Regions from separate parts of the Gossypium hirsutum genome. Here region 2 is linked to region 1. The links are chromatin contacts, called in public Hi-C maps. All regions are on one chromosome and are shown on one strand. Each heading gives the region's core, a stretch centred on a gene start, on an enhancer-like site or on the middle of the called end of the contact. The rest is flanking DNA. Distances are from core to core; before and after follow the strand shown.

The links. A called contact is a pair of places that touch in the nucleus more often than the background predicts.
Region 2: a contact with region 1 is called in a Hi-C map of leaf, with 2.0 times the contacts expected there. The contact joins the promoter of LOC107951341 here to the promoter of LOC107951343 in region 1. A contact is called at or near these places in 15 of 34 Hi-C or Micro-C datasets (callus, fibers, hypocotyl and 3 more).

The regions. Positions count from the first base shown.
Region 1 is chrA02:29,826,787-29,830,562 of Gossypium_hirsutum_v2.1, forward strand. It overlaps LOC107951343 (receptor protein kinase CLAVATA1), which reads right to left and starts at 1,617. Exons shown (of 2, transcript XM_016886352.2): 1 at 1-1,617. The coding sequence starts at 989.
Region 2 is chrA02:29,984,985-29,988,760 of Gossypium_hirsutum_v2.1, forward strand. LOC107951341 (synaptotagmin-2) reads right to left here and starts at 2,018. Exons shown (of 12, transcript XM_016886350.2): 1 at 1,621-2,018; 2 at 863-961; 3 at 711-761; 4 at 499-622; 5 at 232-350; 6 at 1-33. The coding sequence starts at 1,731.

The DNA of each region.
Region 1 (3,776 bases), core at 367-2,866:
GGTATCAAACCGTAGAGATTGTTTTTGAACAAATTTATAAGCGTAATGTTGTTCAAAGCAGAGAAACTGTCCGGTATCTCCCCTGTGAGTTCATTTATAGAAAGATCAAGTGATTTCAAGCTGATTAAACCAGAGAGTTGAGAAGGGATACGGCCGGTGAGACGGTTGAGTTGAAGGAACAAGGAGTGCAAGTGTTTCAAATTGCTCAAACTCGAAGGAATCTCACCGGTTAGGTTACAGCTTGCCATGTCGAGAAGTTCGAGTTGACTCAATGACCCATACTCAGGTGGAATGCCTCCAACGTAGGCGTTGAAGTATCCGATTACCAAGTATTTGAGGTTTGTTAAACTAGCCAAAAAGGCAGGAGTTTTCCCTGTTAAACCGATGCCATTAAGACCCAAATATTCCAAGCTCTGGATTTCAGAGTACTCCTCCGGTATCTCTCCCATGAAAAAGTTGCCTCCGAAAGATAAATGCTTGAGATATTTAAGATTGACGACCTCAATGGGAAGAACACCCGTGAAGTTATTGTTATAAGCATCGAGAGTCTCGAGGTGAATCATGCCTGCAAAGATTTCTCCAGGGAAACTGCCTTGGAAAACATTGTTGGAGATGTTGAATATCTTAAGAGAAGTCAAATTACCCATCTCCACAGGAATCCTCCCCGTAAGACTATCGGAAGAAATAGTGAGGTTGACTAGCTTGTTGAGAAGCCCAATTTCAGGAGGAATAGTGCCAAAGAGAGGAGCAAACGACACGTTCAGAGCAACAACACTGAAATCCTCATCGCATTGAACACCAGAGAAACGGCAATGTGCTGATGGAGATGAAGAGAATTCCCAGTTCTCGAGTCCCAAACCTTTGGGTCCAATCATTGAAGACTTGAGCAGCAACAGAACTTCAAGATCACTGGAACCATAGACGATGGCTGAGAAGAGTAGTAGAAGAGTCGAGAAAACACAGAGAAGATAACTGTAAAAGCTTCTCATTTCAGTGTTCTTCTCTTTTCCTGAGCTCAGAGAGAGGTGAAGGCTTTACTATCAGTAGCTCACTACGTTAAATAGAGTTGTACTGTATATTGGGTCGCAAAGAGGATCGTAGTTCCCAAAGCATCAAATGTTGGATATGAAATAAACAAATACAAAATCTGAACTCTGAAAAAGTCAGGGAGAGAGTGTGTGAAAGGGCGGAGTCTGGATTGCATGAAACCGCTAAAGACACGGCAATACGATGGCCCATGGTTCGCATCGTACACTACATGGAATTGAAAATGGTAGAACACAGAAAGGGTTAACGTTGAATTTACTAGTTTTTAAAGCTTGTCAGCTCTGTGAGTCAAACATGAGGGAGGGAGGGAGGGAGGGTCCCCATGGCAGCAGGAAGAACGATTGAAACGTTAACTCGGGACGGAGTTGATGAAGGTTACTATTTTACGTGGGGCTTAGAGACTGTGAATTGCTAAGGGTACTATACTCATCTGGTTTGACGGCGTGATCTGCCGGTTCTAAAGATTGGCCCTATTATAAATGCAGCTGCCCACTGCATTACTGTCAGACGCCAGTTGTTTTTTCTTTTTCTGAAAGAAAAAAATCACTCGGAAAAACTGTCAAATTCACTAGGTTGAGCTTGGTAAAAATATTATACCATATATATCTTATTATTATTTTGAGCATTTGGGATTATGAAAGATGAATGTGGATTTTGTCTTTTGGGGGAGTGATGAAGACAGGGGATGGGCTTTGGGGGTCAATTGCTGGGCCCAGATTAAAGGCTGTGAATGTCCTTTCCCGAAGAAACACCTTTTTCTCCCTCTGACTCCTTTTTGGCAGTGAGCTAAAAGTCTACTCTTTTTGTTCTTTTCTCCGATCGGGACCGTCCACAAAATAGGGGACCATTGTTGATTGCCTCTGCACTAACCTCTCCTTTTGCTTCCTTCCCTATCCCTTATGCAATTGTTTATGGACCAACCCAAGTATTCTGCAACTTCTTCTAACCATCCAAGTGCTTTGACATCCAAAGTAGAATTTCTTCATCATCTCATTCAAATATTTGTCTTCTTGTTTAAGCAACATTTATGATTGGGCCATTAGCTTGTTAGAAAACTCCCAAGGGAAAAAAATAAACTATGTTATAAAATAACATATGATAGTGTTCATGAAAAAGATAATGTAAACATGACTATATCATGAATATAGATATGCTGCATTGTGAGATAAGGTATAGATTAAAGAGTCAAATGGATATTAAATTTTTTTTGTAATTTTAAGAGTCCAAATTTCAGGAGCATAGGGAAAAACAATAAAAGATGAAGGTTAACCCTCACTAGGGCTAAGAATAAAAATCAACTCAAATCGAGATATTTAGATAGTTTATCGAATATAAGTTAAAAAATCACAATGACCCGAAATTGAATTAAATTTTATTTTTTATTTACATATAATTAATTTTAGTTTTTATGATATAAAAATAAATATTTTATATTTAAAATAGTTAATAATTTAAAAGTTCTTAAAGAATTATTGTTTTTGAGAAATATTTATGAAAAAGATCTAATTTTTTAAATAATATTTAAAAGTCATAAAATAAACCTCATTTTATCAAAATAAGTCAAAAAATAAAAACAATAAATTCATATAAAAAAATTGAGAACCAAATCGAACTAAACCGAATTATGATGGATGGTTCAGAAAATTTAAAAAATCTGATTGAACTAAATCAAAACCACCCTTGACAACAAATGTTAGGTACTACAAGTTAAATTTGTATCGATACAAGTATAAGATTCTCAAAAATATCTTTGAAAAAAAAGCTTAACCTCAACACCTGTAACTGTTGAAATTATATAACATCATCTCATCATGTCCCAAATTATGGAAATCAAATTCTCTCAAATTTTTTGGTAAAGAACCCTGACCTCAATACATATGAATACGAGGCTAGGGTAAAATTAACCACATGAACCTCAACATCAATTAGTGTTGAGGTCGTTTAATATTTAAAAAATGCACAATTTGAGAAATAATGAAAAGAGAATGTTTTTTTTTTTAATTTTTGAATATGGTGAAAAAAAATATTTCTACAATAAGTATTTAAAAAAAATTCATTTTCACGGTATTTTTTGGTAGTATCTTTATATTCATGAGTGTCGAGATTAATTTAGGGTTTTGATTATTGAACTACCTTGAAATTAAGGAAAGGATAAGGTGTAACGATTCAGTTTTCAACGGTGTCGTAAAAATTTGGTTTTAGATTGAATAAATTGAGTTGAGTTAGTAAATAATTCAAATAGGTTAATTACGTGTTGAGTATGAATACGGAAGGTTGAATTGTTAGGTTTTATTGAATTAAATGAAAATTAGTTTAGACTTAATAGGTCTTTCAGTGGTAATTAATTAGCAATTCTACCATCATTAAATAAAGGGTAGTCGCTTGGAATGTATGCAACCGTTGGATCCCACCATTGTTTTGATTATTGCTTGATAACCATTGATTTTGGTTTAATAATTTTAATTAATTAAGTTAATAAAGTGGGAAAGAGGAGTGAAAACGTCTTAGCTTCATTCTCATTCTCCTATCCCCTTTACCATCCAACCCAAAGAAAAACTTTGTTCTTTTCTTTTTTCATTTTCGTAGCAAACAACAAAGAAATTAGTAAGTTGAATTATGGATAATTAATACTAGTTAATGAGAGCCTAAGATGTAGAATCGTTAATTAATCAATTTTTAATCGTGTAAAGTTTTGAGAATCTTGAATGTTTAGAGTTTAATTACATGCA
Region 2 (3,776 bases), core at 768-3,267, 160 kb after region 1:
TCGAGGAACGGCAAAAACTTGCAAATCGACAACCTGAAAGAATCAAAAAAGAGAGTCAATACTCCTCAGTGGAAGCACCATGAATTTTTCCTACTAGATCTTGTGGAATAATTTTGTCCACACAAGGGTGCACATAGTTCATGAGAGAGACAGACAGAATGTGTGCAAATTTCTCTCATGTTTTCACATACATATTTCTTTCTTTTAATCCACCAGTACACTAGCAAATACCTGAACAGTGGCTTTTAATCCCAAAGCTTTAACTGCGATAATGATGTTAGGATTGCCTGCCCACTTAAGTGATGGTTCCATAATAATTTCCTTCTCATCAGTGACATAGACTTTCATTCCTGGCATATAATAAGAACAATAATGAGTATTTCTCTGCAAAAATTTGTGTAAATAAGCTAAAATATTCAAAACCACCATATGCATCTTATATGTCATATGAAGTTGATATTATGTATGTGTAGAATGTAATGGAAAAGAGTAGTCAACCTTGAAAAGTTGGTGGCAGGGTACCCAAAGTAAGTGTTTCAAATTCAACTGATTGAATTTTGTATTTTGGAATTTGCTCACCAATAATGGGCTTTGCTATATTCTTAGCAGTTGTGCAAATCGCCTTGAAAAACGAAGTGCCGATACTTGATAAGGAATTCAATAATATAAGAGAGGCCATATATGTGAAAGGTCATTGCAGTTATACATACCGTATCTAGATAAGGCCACATGGTCTCGATAAATTTGTTAAGCCAGTCAACCTGCAGAGAAACAGACAGTGATAACCTTGATGCATACCTTAATATGAAGCACTTAAAGACCCAAATACAGAAATGAAAGGACATAGGATAGGAGAACATACACGGTCAAAATCTGGATTTTTGACCCACAAAGGGATCTCTGGAAGCAACTGCTGCAAAGTTTTAGAGTCTTCCTCAACCAAAGGACGGATTTTAGGATCCTGAACAACCAAAACATACAATGTGACCATCTTATCAATGGTTCAAAAGGCTGATTTATTCGTTGTTTTCCTATATGATAGCTTCATATGATAACTACAGCTTCTTATAAGTGGCACCAACAGACATCGACACAGGCCAAACCGGTTGGTCAATGGTGATCAAGTACAAAAAGCAAAATCCCAGAAAAAAAAAGCAATAAACAAAAGAATACCTCTATGTTTATTTATTTATTCATGTTTTAGAATGCTAATACCTGCAGAGAAAAAATTGTGAATCCTCAAACTTAAATTTTCCCTAGAAAAGCCTAAGCTAATGCCTGATCATTTCAAAATCATGTTCTTTTCGACTGAAAATCATGGATATAAATCTCTCAAAGCGAGAACATTACAAATTACAAATCTTTGCACGGTGAAACAGGAAGACAGAATTCATAAACTCAAAAAGAACAACTTGAATTAACCATTAAATTATAAGAGTAAAAAAGAAACATTCGATCAGCTTAGAATAAAGTTATCATTTTTTTAGCACTTGTTCATTGTTTTAACAACAAAAATTCAAGCCGCTTATGGAAGAACAAGAACAGGCACCTAGGAAAAAAAAGGGACTCTGACAAAAACTAAGAAAAGCAAAAGGAAATTCAACCAAGAAAGAAACAAACCTTAACATCAGTGGGAAGGAAGTAGATGAACATGTAATACCCAATGACGATCCCAACCGAAGTTCCAATTCCGAATCCAAAAACACCCATTACAGAGCTCAAAACACCCATTTTTCCTTTCTGGTTTTTTTTTTCAAGGATAGCTCAAGTAGTTTAATCAAAGAGGCATAAAAAGCTTTTGCTCTCTTCTGTTGAAGTGAAACTAATACCAAAAGGAAAACCAGAAATGGAATCTGAGAAAGATTCTTGTGGGAAGTAAAATTGGAAGCAAAAAGAAAAGAAATGGTAAGAGACATTAGAGTTAAAAAATCTTATCAGGAAGAGTGGAAGCATTAAAGGAGCATTTACAACTAGTGGTCAGTCCTTTACGTTCAAAGGAGCCGATGCCATTTTGGACCTACCAGAGGCTTTTGCTATGAAATTTTTATGCGCGTGATATCTTCTGTCGGTAACGTTAATTGGTTGGTTACGGATTAGTTTTTTTTTTTTTTGAACTTACTACCTTAAACAATTTCTATATAACTACAGAAAGGCCTTAGCTGTACTTTTCTCACTTTCCTCTTACATGAACAGATTATGGTCAATTCCTTCACTTTTTTTAAAATTATATAACAATTGTTATTTTTTATTTTTTATTTTTATATTTCACTCAAATTGGAAATTGAATCTCTATATTTTAATTTAGACATAATTTAATATCTCAATTTTTATAATATTATTAGTTAATCTAAACATTTTATTATGGTTAAAATATTAATGTAAATTTTTAAGAATTATTAATATCATTAATTTTTTTATTAAATTTCAGTTCATTACAATATTATTTTGTTTGTTACATGAATTCTGAATATCTTTTTAATTTCAAAATGTCATACTAGAAAATTTAAAAAAATTATAATAGTATTAATAAATTAACCTAAATTTTTAAATTAAAAAAATAAAAACATTAAATTTCTAAAAATAAAAATATAATATTAAATTCTAAATATATAAAGATTAGAAAAAAATTAAAATAAATAATTTACCCAAACACTAAGCGTGACTAAAAATCATATTAATATATTACTAAAATTATGTAATCTATTAACTAATTAAAAAACCGTTAGTAATATCATCTTAAAATTAGGCTAAATCAGGTTAAAACAAGCGTGTTTCACTTTCCCGACACAAAAAGTAGTGTCAGTATCATTTTCCTTTTTGGTTTTTAAAATATCATATTTGACAAGATGGATTTTACTTAAATAAATTATAAAAAATTATAAAAAGTTAAAAATATTACTAAAAATAGTAAAAACAATTCTTCAATAACTTTTTTAATTTGGTTCAATTAATCTTAATGTGTCATGATATTCTATTGACATTATAAAGTCTTTATTATGTTAATGAAGTTTGTCATTCATCATCTACAATAAATATTTGTTATTTTCTTCTCTAAATTGTATGTTTCATTTATTGAATGAATCAATAAATTTATCTTTCAAAAAAGAAAATCTCTATTTAAATTAATATACCAATTAGTTCTTAATCCAACCAATTTGATAGGATAGTTCGATTCGATTCTAGTAATCATAAATTTTTTTTCACCTATAAACTAATTTGTGATTAGTATAATTCTAAAAATTAATTAAATTTATTTTTAAAAAATATATAAATCTTAAATATGAAAATCTAAATTAAAAGAAAAAGAAAAGGATGTTGGAGCATTTAATTTGGAATCACAAACAGATTTTGATGTTTGAGTTGAACAATTAATAAAATCAAAGTATGGAGGGAGATAGTTGGCAATTAATAGGGACCAGATTTTTTGTAACTGATATCAAATGTGTTGTTGTAGAATTTTATATTATTATATCAAAGAATAACAAAATAATTGTATGGTGGACTTAAAAGCCCTCAAGTCTAATGCAAGTGGTGATGTATCTAGGTAGCTTCAAGGAAACAATAAGCCCTCTATAATAGGCACATTAAGGAACAATGAACAATGAGGACTTCCTAAAAGCATGACTTAAAATTTTGAGTGACTTTTCTTGTTCTAATAAGTATCAACATTAGATCAACCATACTACTAATATAAATCCACATGTATTCATTCATCTCCACTGTTAAGGGCATATTTAATAGATTATTAAAATAGTTAAATTAATTATTTATGGAAA